Linked DNA regions of Rattus norvegicus: region 1 is linked to region 2. Evidence: chromatin contacts called from public Hi-C data. All regions are on one chromosome and are shown on one strand. Each heading gives the region's core, a stretch centred on a gene start, on an enhancer-like site or on the middle of the called end of the contact. The rest is flanking DNA. Distances are from core to core; before and after follow the strand shown. Region 1 holds the start of Map4k4 (mitogen-activated protein kinase kinase kinase kinase 4). Region 2 has its middle 60 kb from the start of Rfx8.

Region 1 (3,019 bases), core at 122-2,621, 120 kb before region 2:
CATTTAAAGAAAGAGAAGGGGTGGTGGGTGTGAAGCAGGCATCCTGTCTACACCTTAGCTCTCTCTCCTCCTAGCCATCTCAATTACACAGCTGTCACACAGGTTATTCCTGGAATTCACATTTTATAATACCCACACTGTAATTCCTTCTGCTCCTGTGGCCCAAAAGCACACTCCTCTCGGCTTCCCCAAAATACTGTCCACCAGAAGAGGGTAAGAGCAGTTCCAGGTAAAGCCAATCTCCCCAAGTTAAATCCTTTTGGCAAGCACTCCCAAGGCATGATGACAATTCTCAAGAATCCCAAGGCAGTGGTTGAGTGTAATCATAGGCAAGGCCTGTCTACACTGAATCTTAATTCACATACAAATGCAAACGCATGGAGGCCAGATTTGGAGGAAAGGGGGATGGGGGGGGGGACCCTTCGGTCGCCCTCGAACACAAAATTCCTTTTCTATTTTGCTGAAGCTAAGTGCATGCCTAACAGTGTAGCTTATTTCCTTTATCTCAAAGCCAGGAAATGAGGTCTTTTAAGGCCAGTCTGAACACAGGCGAAAAACAAAAAGAAACAAGAAACAAGAAAAGCCAGGCGAAAACCCCTTTCTCAACTTTGGCCAGGCAGCACGGCCTGCAGTCAGCAGTGTTCCGTCACCCTTTCCCTCGTCCCCTAAGAAGTTTCTCCACGCCACGGGGAACAAAGGCGCCCCACACCGACCTTATAGACTTGTCCATAGGTGCCATTTCCAACCACTTCCACCAGCTCAAAAATCCCAGCAGGGTCCTGGGGAGAGAGGAGGGGGAGGTTATCATCTCAAAAGGGGGACCCCGACCGAGGAGGACGAGCGGGCGGAGGGAGGGATGCAGGGCGGTGACAAAGGCTCGCCCCGCCGGGTCCCCGGGAGCGCCGCGGAAGCCGCCCGCCCGCTCGCCCAGCAGACAAAGGGGCCGCCGCGCCCGCGGGTGTCCGTGTCCACCGCGGCGCGCAGGGCGCGGCCGCACTCACCCGCAGGGACGACAGGTCGATGTCCACCAAGCTTTTAGCCGGAGAGTCGTTCGCCATCTTCCCCGGGTCGCCGCCCCAAGAGCAGGCGAGCGAGCGAGCGACGGGCAGGGGCTCGGCGGCGCCGGGGCTCGGGCCGCACAAGCAGGCCGCCGCCGGCGCGGCGTGTCGTCTGGTCTGAGCGGAGCGCGGCGAGCGCGGGCCACGGGGCTCACACCATGGCGCGGCGGCCCTCCCTCGGCCCCCACCCACCCCCCGGGCGTCGCCCGCCGCCTCAGGCCCCGGCGCCCCGCGCGCGCGCGCCTGCACGAGCCGCCCGGAGCTGGGGCCGGAGAGCGCGGCGAGCGAGCAAGCGAACGCGAGGCCGCGAAACAAAGATGCCGCGGGAGGCGGGGGCGGGGGCGGGGACGCGGGGCACCGACCGGCGCCGCTGAGGAGGGGCGAGCGGCTCCCCCGCCCCCTCCGCCGGGAGAGCGGGTGGAACCCGGCCCTCGCCCTCGCTCGCCCGCCCGCGTGAATATTCAGCAGGGGTGGGGCTCGAACAATGGCGGGGCGGCCGGCCCTCGGCGGATGGCAGCCGGGCCCCGGGTGGGGCCGGGAGCCCTCGGGGCCTTCCCGGAGGAGGTGCGGGGCGCGGCGGAACGCCCCAGCCTCCGCTAACAATGACTGAGAGACTACGAGCGGCTCGGCGGCCCGGTGGACACCCACTCGCGCTGCTTGCCGGAGAGAGGGTGTGCCCGGGCGCGCTGGGTCCGGCCTCTGTCCTCTCCGCCGCCTACGGCCCGTCGGTCCCGAAGACCCTGGTTTCCTTCGCCCACCCACTCCCACCACGGTGTTTTTCTTTCCTTTCTCTTTTCCAGGCTCAGTTTGTGGCGTGGTTACTGTTGAAAGATTCACCGAGCATCACTTGATCGTCCGGGCGAATCCAAAACAGTCGCTGTGATTGCTCGCTGCTGTGTCCCCGAGCGCGTGTGGCCCACGGGCGGGCGGGAGGGCGAGCCCTCTGCTCCGATCTAAACCCGGACAATATCTGGAGATCACCACGGTCACCAAACAGGCTTCTTTCAGCACGCTACAGCAAGTCAGCTAGTCAATTCAAGTACTGTCCCTCTTCGGGACCAGCCAAAAACATGTTTAGTGGCTCGATAATACCTTACAGCTGGTGTTCTCAACAGTACCCCCAGAATAGCCAGGTAGTGTTGTAAGATCGCTGTAAAACTGCTTGACTCCCACATGTGGAAGGCCTAGAATAGGCCTATTAAGTTAACAGATGAAGCTAAGCTTGGTGTTCCAGGGCGCCCCCAAGATCAAAATCCACTCTGTTTCATGGGCCTTCTAATTGTCACTACTAACGTTCTGCACCTCTTTCCCTCCCCATACACTCATACACTGTTCTGATTTAAGCAGTACACACCTTATGGCCTCGAAGTAGAAAACCCCAAATACTACAAGTGATGTACTCAAACCCTAAAGACCCTAACCTAGGGAGGAGCAGGCGTTCTCACAACTTCAGCTTATACCCAGAGTTCATGTTGGCTGCCCCCCAGACAATGTCCAGCACTCTGCTGTTTAAGCTTTTCTTCTAAGATGTTTCTTAGGTGTTTCTTCTAAGATGTTTGACACGAGACTCTATTGTAAAGTGAAATTATCCCGATATCTCTTTATTAGGAAACACAGTAACAAAAATGTTTGTGAGTTTGTTAGCGCTTTTCTAGTTTGGCTTTGTTATTATTAATAATATAGTGACGTATGCCAACCATTTCATATGTGTTATCTTACTGTTCTTCACATTAACCTCCAGTGGTACTCTTAATTTTGCAGCTTTAGGCATCCGGAAATAAAATCTGAAGATTTACCTCTCCCACTGTGCACAGCTGATGGCTATACAGATACGGCAGCCTCCCCCCAGCTCTTCTACAGGTTAACATCAGACCTATGACATGGAGGCCCTTCCTCATACCACTTCTTCTTATCTATACGAATCCTCCCCCCCCCATCACTTCAGAACCACCACATCCAAA
Region 2 (2,848 bases), core at 66-2,565:
GTAACTCCAGTTCTAGAGATCCTACGCCCTCTGCTGGCCTCCATTAGGCACTGAATGCATGTGGTGCACAGACACATGCAGGCAAAATGCTCCTACACATAAAATAAAAATAAACAAGTCCTTCAAATTATTGAGTCTGTACTCAAATTTATCTTCGCATAATAAACTTGCCCAGCTGCTATCTCCTGTCAGTTCCCACAAACTGTCAGAATCATTAATTCTACTGTTGTATCTTCGCCTCAGAATAAAAAGAAAAAGGACATTTTTCTTTGCCTATTAATGCTGAAACATTTGCTTGATTCCAAAGTGTACCATGGTTAGTATGAGAAAAAAAAAACAAAGCTTTGCTTTGATACCAAATAGATACATGAATTCAATTCAATGAATTCAATCAAGGTTATGCAAACAAAAAGGAGAAAAAAGTTTAGTTGGTAGTTCTCTCAGGCTGATACTCATTTTATATTTTCCAGAGTAAAATTTTAAAATTAATTTCATGATGTTACTGATTCAGCCCTGGATTGTTGGTGCTGTACCATCAAGTCAGAGGAAGCAGGGAGGGGCCTGGGTGCACGGCCCTGGGGTAACATAGATCACAAGTGGAAAGAGTCTTTGTGTGAGGCCCCTGGGAAGCAAGCTCTGGAGCACGTGCATGGCGCAGTCAACAGAGCCATGGAAAACAAGAAAGCCCTCTGTCCTCAAAGACAGACTAAGGCACCCGGCATCCAGGAGCACCAGAAGACTTTGTGTGCTGATATTTACCATGAAATAACAGCCGGTGGTGAGGACACCTCATTGTTTGCATAGAGGGATAGAGATAACTATCAAGCACTCTGTTCCTACAGCCTAGCCTCTACCTGGGTTGAGGGTAATGTTTTTCCTGAAGGGAAACTGGTTTAGATGGTTCCAGTTTTGAAGCACACCTTGATATAAGCTACCATAAAACAAAAAAAAATTAATTAAGAAAAGTCAGAGATAGCACAAAGCCCTCTCTACTCTCTGTATGAAGGCTCTGGTTTTCTCCTGTGTCTGAAGTCAAGTCTCCATCAGTGTTTATCATCTTCCTCACTTCGGACTGCATTTCCTGCCTAGAAACAGTGTGTCAGGAGTTACTATTAAAACTGCACACAGAACTCTCAAAGCTACATGCAGGAAATAAAGCCCGGTGGGAGTGGGATGGGAGCCCGTGATGGGAGCCCGTGATGGGAGCCCAGGACCGGAACTCAAGTCTGGAGCCCAGAGGATAGGAGCCCAGGTCCAGAGCCCAGGTCCGGAGTCCAGGACTGGAGTCTGGGACCGCAGCCCAGGTCCGGAGTCCAGGACGGAAATGCCCCTTGGATCTTAGCTTCATCACTGCTTTGTCCAAGTTTCCTCTCCCCTGCTGTCCATGTCCATGCTTCCGGTCACAGCGTGTGTGACGGTGAGTAGCATCCAGAAAATGAGCCAATTCTGAGAGCTCCCATATGCTTCTTAGAGGCAGGGGATTCCTAACTTACTAAGCTCCATACGCAGCCACACATTCACGCAGACGCACATGATCACGCAATGTCCGTAGCATAGTGTTTCGGCTATGGTGGTGGTGTTGCTCATTGTTCCCGCCCAGATCTGCACTGAGACCAAAGGGGCATTAAAAAAAAAAAAAGCTTTAGCAAGGAAATATGCGAATGGGTTGAAAATTGTGGACAGGGGAAGTTCAGATGACCACACACCTGTAACTATTGAAAAGAAAGCCCACTCCCTTCGCTGACCAATAGGAACAGTGTCCTGAAGGCAAGACCTGTCCTGTCGAAAGGACTCCAATGTGTGAAAATGCAAATTCATTTGAAAGAAGAGGGCCTGAACTAAAATTGTCAGAGTGAGCTCCCTGCTCTAAAACAACAACCAAAAAACAAAACAAAACAAAAAACAAACAAACAAAAAGACCAGTTGCTCCTGATTTAGCCACAGAGGCACACATTAGTGTTACAGCCCTGGTCTGAGGGTGCTAGGATCCGTCTGGAGCTGGCAGTGGAACTAGGCCTTCCATTCATGTGGTACTGGGTTGGTAGCTATGAAAGAGGCAACACTGAGGTCATGAAACGGTGTGTCACAGTTCCAAAACATTGCTAGGTGTGGAAAAGTCAAAATGTCTAGAAGGAGGCCATGAGAGGCCAGCATCCAAAACTGTGAAGGCGAAGCTTGTATCCCAGTGGAGACCCCAGCAGGTTGGAGATGATAGAACTACAGGACATCCAACAAGAAAAGCTACATGCATGGAGTAGACCTGGCTCAAGAGAGAGGTTGTATATTGAAAAGGAGGCAGCAGAGCCCTTTGGAGCCCAGCTAATCCATCATGAGCCCCAGGTGCCTAGCATGGAGCCGCAGGATTTGGTGTTGGCCCTACTAGGGTTTGATCTTTATTTAACTGGATCAATCCTTGGGTATGTAACCATTCTGCCCTTTTGGAATGGAAATGCATGACTGGCTATTGCATGTTAGAAGCATGTGATTTAGTTTTAGGTGACAGGAGATCGCAGTTAACATGAGATCAGGATCCTGACCTTTTAAATAGTTTTGGAACTGTTGAAGACTACAGGGCTAACTGGTTTTGAAGGTTAACTGGGCTGTCATTTTGCATTATGAGCGGGCCATGAGCCTTTGGGGTCATAAAAGTGATGTGCTTGGGGGTCACATTGGGAAGGAATGGGGATGTGATAATGAATATTGATTGTCAGTTTGTCCAGATGTAGGATCACCTTGGAGGAGGTTCTGGGAATATTTCTGACGATTGGTTATCTAGATTCCATTAGCCTTGACACATCCCTGGGGGAATTATCTACTTTAAGTTAACTGAAGTGGGTGGACACACCTT

The links. Hi-C and Micro-C count contacts between places; a contact is called where the count stands out from the background.
Region 1: a contact with region 2 is called in a Hi-C map of liver, with 2.9 times the contacts expected there. The contact joins the promoter of Map4k4 here to the enhancer-like site in region 2. A contact is called at or near these places in 2 of 12 Hi-C or Micro-C datasets (liver and psoas muscle).

What each region holds. Positions count from the first base shown.
Region 1 is chr9:49,695,052-49,698,070 of GRCr8, reverse strand. It overlaps Map4k4 (mitogen-activated protein kinase kinase kinase kinase 4), which reads right to left and starts at 1,371. Exons shown (of 32, transcript NM_001401996.1): 1 at 1,002-1,371; 2 at 714-779. The coding sequence starts at 1,058.
Region 2 is chr9:49,576,043-49,578,890 of GRCr8, reverse strand. No RefSeq gene overlaps it. Among named protein-coding and RNA genes, the nearest start is that of Rfx8, 60 kb to the right of the region's middle. Within about 2 kb of position 1,315, at least 4 of the 93 cell types and tissues checked have an H3K27ac peak or open chromatin away from gene starts, as enhancers often do. A contact at or near this core is called in liver, where this site is marked.